Linked DNA regions of Macaca mulatta: region 1 is linked to region 2. Evidence: chromatin contacts called from public Hi-C data. All regions are on one chromosome and are shown on one strand. The core of a region is the stretch at or near the end of the contact, and the rest is flanking DNA. Distances in the headings are between cores, read along the strand shown.

The links. Hi-C and Micro-C count contacts between places; a contact is called where the count stands out from the background.
Region 1: a contact with region 2 is called in a Hi-C map of liver, with 2.8 times the contacts expected there. The contact joins the promoter of RHOT1 here to the promoter of TEFM in region 2. A contact is called at or near these places in 2 of 14 Hi-C or Micro-C datasets (fetal cortical plate and liver).

Annotation. Positions count from the first base shown.
Region 1 is chr16:41,712,268-41,717,294 of T2T-MMU8v2.0, reverse strand. RHOT1 (ras homolog family member T1) reads right to left here and starts at 3,010. Exons shown (of 18, transcript XM_077970756.1): 1 at 2,813-3,010. LOC114673091 (a long non-coding RNA gene) reads left to right here and starts at 3,931. Exons shown (of 3, transcript XR_003723690.2): 1 at 3,931-4,063. It also overlaps the pseudogene LOC144335206.
Region 2 is chr16:41,587,369-41,592,247 of T2T-MMU8v2.0, reverse strand. TEFM (transcription elongation factor, mitochondrial) reads left to right here and starts at 2,333. Exons shown (of 4, transcript XM_001112593.5): 1 at 2,333-2,405; 2 at 3,945-4,408. The coding sequence starts at 2,375. It overlaps LOC114673090 (a long non-coding RNA gene), which reads right to left and starts at 2,239. Exons shown (of 2, transcript XR_013406285.1): 1 at 2,045-2,239; 2 at 65-345.

The DNA.
Region 1 (5,027 bases), core at 1,761-4,260, 120 kb before region 2:
CGATCTCGGCTCACTGCAAGCTCCGCCTCCTGGGTTCACGCCATTCTCCTGCCTCAGCCTCCTGAGTAGCTAGGACTACAGGCGCCCGCCACCGCGCCCGGCTAATTTTTTGTATTTTTAGTAGAGACGGGGTTTAGTTTTACCAACTTTCTTATTGCTTTCTACAGAACGTGGATCATAAGTTTTCTAACAAATTTTGAATCCTTTCATGTATTCCTAAATAATACTGTTAATGTTTTTATTTATTTATTTATTTATTTTGAGACGGAGTCTCTCTCTGTTGTGCAGGCTGGAGTGCAGTGGCATGATCTTGGCTCACTGCAACCTCCGCCTCCCGGCTTTAAGCAATTCTCCTGCCTCAGCCTCCTGAGTAGCTGGGACTACAGGCGCGCACCACCATGCCCAAATAATTTTTGTATTTTTAGTAGAGACAGGGTTTCACCATGTTGGCCAGGATTGTCTCTATCTTGACATCGTGATCCTCCCGCCTCGGGCTCCCAAAGTGCTGGGATTACAGGCGTGAGTCAGAACACCCGGCCCAAGTAATACTGCTAATGATTTAACCTACACGTCCTAAGGATGACATATTATTTGTATGTATAACACTTCTATTTAGATTTGTGTGTGTGTGTGTGTGAGACAGTCTCACTCTGTCACCCAGGTTAGAGTGCAGTGGTGCGATCTCAGCTCACTGCAACTTCCATCTCCTGGATTCAAGTGATTCTCCTGCATTAGCCTCTCTAGCAGCTGGGATTACAGGAATCCACCACCACACCCAGCTAATATTTGTATTTTTAGTAGAGATGGGATTTCACCATGTTGGGCAGGCTGGTCTCCAACTCCTGACCTGAGGTGATCCACCTGCCTCAGTCTCCCAAAGTGCTGGGATTACAGATGTGAGCCACCATACCCAGCCTATTTAGATGTTTTACACACTAACGATATTCAAAATATTGATCCTATATTCAAAAATAAATCCAAAACATAGACTCTATTTTTTAAAAAATGAGTATTAAAAATTATTATACTATAAAACTATTTCATGGCCAAGTAAGGTGGCTCACACCTGTAATCCCTGCACTTTGGGAGGCTGAGACGGACAGATCACCTGAGGTCAGGAATTTGAGACCAGCTTGGCCAACATGGTAAAACCTCATCTCTACTAAAAATACAAAAAAAAAAAATTAGGCGTGGTGACATGTGCCTTTAGTCCCAGCTACTTGGGAGGCTGAAGTGGGAGAATCTCCTGAACCCGGGAGGCGGAAGTTGCAGTGAGCCAAGATCACGGCACTGAACTCCAGCCTCGGTGACAGAGCGAGGCGCTGTCTCAAAACAACAACAACAACAAACTATTTCATCATATATTTGAGGATCTGGTTTTTTAAGCAAGTCGTCTACTCACTTTCCCTACCTTGCTCCAAAAGCATAAGCAGGAATCATATATTAAATAACACCTTCCTGAACTTTGTCAAGGAAGTCCGTGAAAAATACAGATTAAGATATAGTTATAAATAAAAATTAAAATTTACAACTGCAAATCAAAAAGTAAACTATGGCTGGCTAAGCTTACCCCTAAATTCTAATTCTAAAGGAAGATTTCTCCAAACAGCAGGTGGATGAAATTTCAATGAACATCAAAGAACGCTACAGAAGAGGGTAAAAAATGTGTTAACTTTCCTTGGGAGTCCATCATGGTGACCCTGAGGGGTTACTAAGAATGAAATAATGATTTAGAATAGAATGCTTCGAAACAGCAATGGCAGAGTATTAACAAATGTATTAACACTTTAAAACAAACAATCCAGTTGTCCCCGGCCCACTTTCTTATTTTAGTCCTAGCACATGAGTCACATAACTTGCAGACTGATAACAAGAAGTCCCCGCTGCTGTGTCCTCATGTCAGTGACAGAGGCAACTCTCCTTTATTATATTTTCAAAAGGTGAAATGTATGAAATTTCTGGGTGGGGGGAGATACCAAATGTCTGTGTGCCTATAGTTATTAATAAGTTAACTACCAAGTAATTACGGAAAAAATAATGCTTAAAAAGAGGGCAAAGATTAGGCTTTAGGGTAACAATAATTGGACCCTCCCCAGATAATTCTAATTCATTGAACGCTTGCATAACTCGAAGTTGAGAAAAAATTTTTGAGGAAATATCTCGAGTACCAGAAGTTAGTCCAATGCAAAGTACAAGTGCTACTAAAAAGGATCCGGCCCTTTCCACTACTCACATCTTAATGTAATGCATAAAGGGAGCGAAGACTGCGAGTGCCCAAAAAGATGCAGAAACCTGACCTTGCCCACAAGTCGAATAGTTCTGCACCCCTCCCCCAGCTTCCCCGGGAGCCGGTTCACGCAATCCCAATTGGTCAGTCTGCTTATTCCAGCACCTGCCTGGCAGTGACAAGGGAATCTCCAGGGGAAGACGAGAAGCTCTGAAAGGAGGCGGCCTGGGAAACTGTGAGGCCCAGAAGTACAGGGTTTGAAAAGGAAAAGGAGAGAACCTTCGAAGGGATGAGGTCGGGCGGTTAGGGGCTAATGGGAACATGGCTTGCGAGGACGGCTGGGGAACAGGGAAAGGAGATCTCTGGAGGGCCCAGGTGAGGTGACAGGATGAGGGCCGCCGGCGGGCAGCCAAAAGAGAAGAGCGAAGGGGCTGGAAGGCCTAGAAACACACGCGGAGAGAGGCGAGAGGAGCTGTGAGGCGCGAGAAGGGCCCAGGCTGCAAAGGTTAGCGCTGCAGGGGCGACAGGGGCTGCAGGGGCAGGGAGGGCAGGGACTCAGGGGCCGGCCCTAGAGCGTGGACTCACGTTCTCCCACCAGCAGGATCCGCACGTCTTTCTTCATGTCGGCGGCTCTCGGGGGCCGGCCTCCGCCCGCACGCATGGAGTGGACTCCTCTCACCGGGAGCGCCCACCCCACGGCGCCACCTGCCAGCCTCTTCGGCCGCCGAGGCCCGCCGTGCCGCCCCCTCAGTTGCTTCCCTGCAAGAGAGCTGGGACAGCACCAGCTCCGCCTCCTCCGGCCCAGCGGGCGGCGGCGGCGGGGACGACGGCACGCGGCGAGGGACACGGGCTTTCGGAACGCGAACGCTCTCAGCGCCGGAACAGCGTTCCCGCGGCCACGCAGCCGCAGCGCAGGCCCAGGGAGCCTCACCCACCCTCCTCTGGGCACCGCGACCCGGGAGACGCTTGGGCCCGGAATTTGAATGGCGGATTCCCTGGTTTAACCCCATTTATTTTATAGACAGGGACAGAAATTCCCTGTTCAAAGTCACATAGCTAGAGCTTGGCAGTGACTCAGAGCAGGGATCTTCTCACCAGACTCTAAACTCTGGGAGAGCAGCAATCTGCTTGCATGGTTTTCGGTTGCGTCCCCACGTTATTGGACAGAGCCCTCAGAAAATGCTTTAGAATAGGGCGACTGGCTCCCAGGATCCGGCGCTTTCCACTTTCGAAAGCCCGTCACACTAGTTGCTTTTGCCTGTGATGCTTGTAAAATACGATTATAAGATTCGTTTTTATGCTGTGTGAACAGACTCCTTTCTTTATAACCAAACTAAGTGACTTTTTTTTCTGTCTCTGTAGTTTATTTTATGGCAGGGTTTTCGGATACTCTACTCAGGCTTACCCGGCGTAATGCTAGACACGGAGGTGGCACTGGATAATAAACTCTAAATGATTTTTCTAACATTGCCTTAATTTTCTCTTGACCCTCTCCATCTGGAGGAATTTGTTGCTACATGCTTAATGTTTGGTACACGATGAGAAAATACACACACACACACACGCGCGCGCGTGCGAATATGCGTCACATCCCTAATGCTTGGCACACAGTGGGAAATATAAAACACATAAATTAATGAGGAGGCACTATCTGTGCATAATGTACCTTTTTTCTATCTTAAATATTACATAATGAACATTTAAAGGGAATGAAATGTGCCTAATACCAATCTCCCTTTCGCGTAGAAGTCACGTGGTCTCTTGCAGCAGTTAAGAGTTGCTGGCAAATTTCCTGGGTTTGAATCTCGGCTCCACATAATAGCTCTGTGATCCTAAGTAAGTGCTTTTATTTTTACTTCTCTCAGCCACTGTTTCTTCTTCTGTAGCATGGAAATAATGATGATAATACCTTCCTCTTGAGATGGTTGTTAGTAATAAATACCATAATACTTGTCAAGCAGTTGATACAGTGCCAGACTCAAGAGTGTGTGCCCTACTGATCTCAGCTATCATTATTATCATATTAAAAAGTTATTAAAAAGTTTTAATCCACAGGTTTTTTTGTTTTTTGTTTTTTGTTTTTTTTGAAACTGAGTCTTGCTCTGTTGCCCAGACTGGTGTGCAGTGGCGCCATCTCGGCTCACTGCAAGCTCCGCCTCCTGGGTTCATGCCATTCTCCTGCCTCAGCCTCCCGAGTAGCTGGGACTGCCGGTGCCCGCCACCACACCCGGCTAATTTTTTTGTATTTTTAGTAGAGACGGGGTTTCACCATGTTAGCCAGGATGGTCTCGATCTCCTGAATGGAAATGTGAAGTTCAGGAGGCTTGGTTACCTGATCTTTCAGGGAAAAGTAGCCCTCAGAATTTTAGTGTTACAAAATGTTTGAGTTGGAAGAACCCTGATAGAGCTCCTATTCCAATCCCATTACTCTGTAGATAAGAAAAGCAAGGCCCACAGAGACACAGTGACCTGGCACAGATGGCATGGCTGAGGCTGAGCTTTGTTCTGCCATTCCTAGTGCATACTCTAGGGCAACTCATGTCACCTAGTTGTGCCTCAGTTTCCTCTCTACCAAGTGAAGGCTATGATCTCTTCCTTATGAAGTTGTTTGGAGGAGCTCATAAAATAATGTATTTTATGTGAATAATGTATTTCATATGAGTAATGTAATGAACTATAAATCTTTTTCCTTAAAAAAAAAAAGTTATACAAATATCAGAGCACAGAGGACAAAAGCCTTTTACAGAGGGGCAAATTATTTAGGGCACTGCTTGCACCACACAGCTTTGTGAAGAATCTC
Region 2 (4,879 bases), core at 1,084-3,583:
GTTAGTAAGTGATAAAGTGTGTCTTGCTAGCGACTCAGACTGTCTTTGAAAGCATCACCAGGACTTCTTATGGCCTCACGTATTAGTTTATTAGGGCTGCTGTAACAAATGACCACAAACTGGGTGGCTTAAAGCAACAGACATTTATTCTCTCCAGTTCAGGAGGCTGGAAGCCCAAAATCAAGGTGTTATCTGGGCTGGTTCCTTCAAAGGGCTCTGAGGGGACTCTGGCCCATGCCTCTCTCCTAGTTTCTAGTGACTGCTGGCAACACTTGGTCTTCCTGGGCTTGTAGATGCATCATTCCAATCTCCACTTCCATCTTCACATGGCATTCACAGGGCCATCTTCTCATAAGAACAGCAGTCATGTTGGATTAGTCCCTGCCCCAGTCCAGCGTGTCCTCATTTTAATTAGTTACATCTACAATGGCCTTATTTGGAAAAATAAGGTACTGGGGATTAGGACTTCAACAAATTTGTTTTGAGGGATGCAATTCAATCATAACATCTCAGTAAGGTGAATAAGCCCTACAGTTGAGGAAATTATTTCCTCCTGATTTTGCAGAAAAAGTTGATGTAATTTCTTGTTAGATTCGTAAGTTGATGTAATTTGTTGTTAGATTCGTAAGTTCCCCAGAAACTGCCAAGGTACCTAGACTTCCTATGAGAAAATTTCTTTTCTTTTTCTTTTCTTTTTTTTTTTTTTGAGACAAGGTCTGGCTCTGTCCCCCAGGCCGGAGTGTGGTGACACGATCTCCACTCACTGCAACCTCTACCTCGCGGGCTCAGGTGATTCTCCCACCTCAGCCTCTTCAGTAGTTGGGATAACAGGCATGCTCCACCACACCCGGCTAATTTTTTAGTAGAGACGGGGTTTCGCCATGTTGCCCAGGATGGTCTGGAACTCGAGAGCTCAAGGGATCAGCCCGTCTCGGCCTCCCAAAGTGCTGGAATTACAGACTCGAGCCACTGCTCCCAACCAGCACATTTTATTAATACTTATGATTCCCCCACATCCCCACTGCCTTCCAGACACAAAACAATCAATCCATTGCTGCCTCATAAAAACACAAACTCATCACCTTTCCCTCCCTCCTGGAATTCCCCGTTTTTCACAAAACTGGCTCCCCATCTTCCAGAAAGAATCCGTTTCTTTCCACTCTCCTTACATCTCCCAGGTTCAATTCCCTACGGTTGGCCGGGCGCAGTGGCTCACGCCTGTAATCCCAGCACTTTGGGAGGCCGACGTGGGCGGATCACCTGAGGTCAGGAGGTCAAGACCAAACTGGCCAACATGGTGAAACCCGTCTCTACCAAAAATACAAAAATTAGCCGGGCGTGGTGGCGCGCGCCTGTAATCCCAGCTACTCGGGAGGCTGAGGCACGAGAATCGCTTGAAATCGGGAGGCGGAGGTTGCAGCGAGATCGCACCACTGCACTCCAGCCTGGGCGACAGAGCAAGACTGTCCAAAAAAAAAAAAAAAAAAGAAAGAAAAAAATCCTTACGGTTGCCTCTCCCCTGGGAAGAGGAGAGGCAACTTCTCTTTGCTGCCAGGCTCTTCACCTCCAATCCAGCCTCACATTCGGTATACAGTATATGGCCAATTTTCTAGAAACACATCTCCAGTCTGACTCTGCAAATCATAAACCTCGGGGACTTCAGGCATTTTCCTCCCTGGTGGAGTATTCAACTGCTCCACCCAGCATTCAAGGACAAACTCAATTCGGCGCCACATTCATCTCCCTTTATCCCTTCTAAGTGGAATACCGCTCCAGCGCCAACGCAATCTCCTCCTCCCTCGCCCTTCCCTAATCCCTTGCCTGCCCTGTTTCCCTGTTGAGCTCCTGAAACACTTCGCATCTCTCCCCGTTATTCCAGTCTATCTGGTGAAAAGGTTATTTGAGGACCTTGTCTACGCTGCCCCCACCAGATCCCGCTCCCGGCGCCACAGGCTGGGCCCCAACAGGAGCTCCTCAATCTAAGTGTCTACGAGAAACCCAGGGAGTCTCCACGAAGGAGGGACTTTGCCCACTAGAGACTAACACTGGCCTCCGAATTGCCTTCCTGGAGATTCGGCCTAGCGGCTCTCAGGAGTCGGGAGGGGCAAGAACGTCTCCCCGGTGCAGTGGAAGAAGACTGCCGGCCAGCCCGGGACTCGGAATCCGGGGCCAGGGCCTCGGCAGGCGCCCGCTCGGAAGCCGGCAGCGCAGACGCAGACAACCCACTGCTCAGCGGGACACATCTCCGGCCTTGCGCCGGAACGCCGCTTGGACAACAACCTTTCCGCCGAGTGCAGGCCGAGCGCTTTTGGGCGCAGCACGCAGGAACCGGAAGTCAATGGAGGAAGACCAGACCTACTGACTCAATTTGGAGATGAGCGGCCCTACCCTCTTCATGGCGGGAGGTAGGGTGCTTGGCACACTGGGGTAGTTTCCTGTCTGTCACTAGCCTCTGACCCTAGAGGCTAATGGAATAGGGCTGGAGGTATTCTGGAGGAACCTGGAGTGTTTCCTTCCTCATGTCCCTCATGTCCCTTGTTCAGGCCCCTCTCTTGGAGCCCCAGCCTAGTTGACGGGGCGGTTTTCGGAACATTTGTGCTTCCCTGGCCTCAGGTTCCACAGGTGGCTCCTCAGAGTGGGCGGATGGTTCAGATTCTCACAGCCGCTTGCTTACCTCTGGCCGCATTACTTTCCTGTGGCTGCGATGTTAGAGTGACTTCCCACTGGTTTTACAAAGTTATGCATTGTATGGTGTTTCTCATACTTGCAAAAACGTCATGGTAGAAATCTTGAAAAGTGTACGGAAGAAAATAAAACTGCCCTTAAATCTACCACTTAGCTGAAACATTTCTTTTTTTTTTTTTTTTTTTTTTTTTTTTTTTTTTTTTTTGAGACGGAGTCTCACGCTGTTGCCCAGGCTGGAGTGCAGTGGCGCGATCTCGGCTCACTGCAAGCTCCGCCTCCTGGGTTCACGCCATTCTCCTGCCTCAGCCTCCTGAGTAGCTAGGACTACAGGCGCCCGCCACCGCGCCCGGCTAATTTTTTGTATTTTTAGTAGAGACGGGGTTTCACTGTGGTCTCGATCTCCTGACCTTGTGATCCGCCCGCCTCGGCCTCCCAAAGTGCTGGGATTACAGGCTTGAGCCACCGCGCCCGGCGAAACATTTCTTATAAACGTATAAAATTTAATTTTATTCAGTTCCACCAGATGAGATACTAAAATGTGAAAATGGAAGTGAAGAGAAACCTTTTTTTTTTTTTTTTTTTTGAAACGAGTTACACTCATGTTGCCCAAACTGGAATGCAATGGTGTGATCTGGGCTCACCGCAACCTCCGCCTTCCGGGTTAAAGCGATTCTCCTGCCTCAGCCTCCTGAAGGTAGCTGGGATTACAGGCATACGCCACCACGCCCGGCTAATTTTGTATGTTTAGTAGAGTCAGGGTTTCTCCATATTGGTCAGGCTGGTCTCGAACTCCCGACCTCAGGTGATCCTCCCACCTCGGCTCCAAAAGTGCCAGGATTATAGGCGTGAGCCACTACGCCCGGCCTAAGACAAACCTTAACAGGAAATATTAGTTACAAAAAGATTCCTCTAAATTAAAAATATCAAAAACGTTAAGCAGTTGGAATAATTATTTCAACTACCTTCTTCCTAATGGGTGTAAAATACAGTTTTCTAGGTAGTAAAACTTTGGACTGACCCATAAAAATCGGAAGACATCTCTTGAAACAACAAAAGCTGTATTTAAAACTCTATGTAATATAGTTTAAAAACTAATCCTCTTTTAAAGATGATTCTCCAGGACAATTTAATATTGTCCTCTACTAGTTCTTAAATTCCGGGAAAGTATTTGTGACTTTGCAAAGGATCTAGTCAAGCTTGCAACTAACACTAAAGGAAGTAGGACATCCAACTTACATTTTGCTACATTTTCCTTTTAGAGAGGTGGAGATGCTTTCTGGCCCCGTCGAGGTCATCCCTGTTCCGGGTCTTACATAATTCCTGCTGTCGGAAAAAATCCACTACACCTAAGAAAATTACTCCCAATGTTACATTTTGTGATGAAAATGCAAAGGAGCCTGAAAATGCACTTGACAAGCTCTTCTCTTCAGAACAGCAGGCTTCCATCTTGCATGTGTTGAATACAGCATCTACTAAAGAACTTGAAGCTTTCAGATTGCTTCGTGGAAGAAGGTCCATCAATATCGTAAAGCACAGAGAAAACTTTGGGCGATTTCAGAATTTAGAGAGTTTAATGAATGTGCCCTTGTTTAAGTATAAAAGTACAGTTCAAGTTTGTAACTCCATACTTTGTCCAAAGACTGGAGGGGAAAAAAGAAAGTTACTGGAAAACCGGTTCCTGAGAAAGCTCCTCAAACCAGACATAGAAAGAGAAAGACTTAAGGTATATTCTTCATGTCTGCTATACTGCCTAATATTTGAGAACCTACTCTGGAAAGCAGTCTTCTGGGCATTGGGTTGGGAAGTGGCTAAGACAAGGTTCTTCAGGTTTAGTTGGCAAGTATATGGTCACTACCAAATAATGAGATGTACAGATAGTAAATTGGCAGTTGAGAGGAGAGAAAACAATGGGCTGTGACTGTTGTGGAAAGTTTACTGGAAAAACTCAATTTAGATCTTAAAGGAGAGATCCTTTGGCTGGGAGAGGAGGGGATTCTAGGTAGAAAGAACAGTTAGTGTTGAGAAGCAGGTCTAGGCAAGGCTTATTTAAGAGGAGTGTCATTGGAGATACTAGGCTGTGTCTAAGGGTGATGTTGGGATTAATGAGAAATTAAGGAGCAAAGATGGGTTATGGCCTTTCTAAAAGCACTTCTTTTTCCATTATCTTAAAAAAATAAGTACTACAAATATTTGA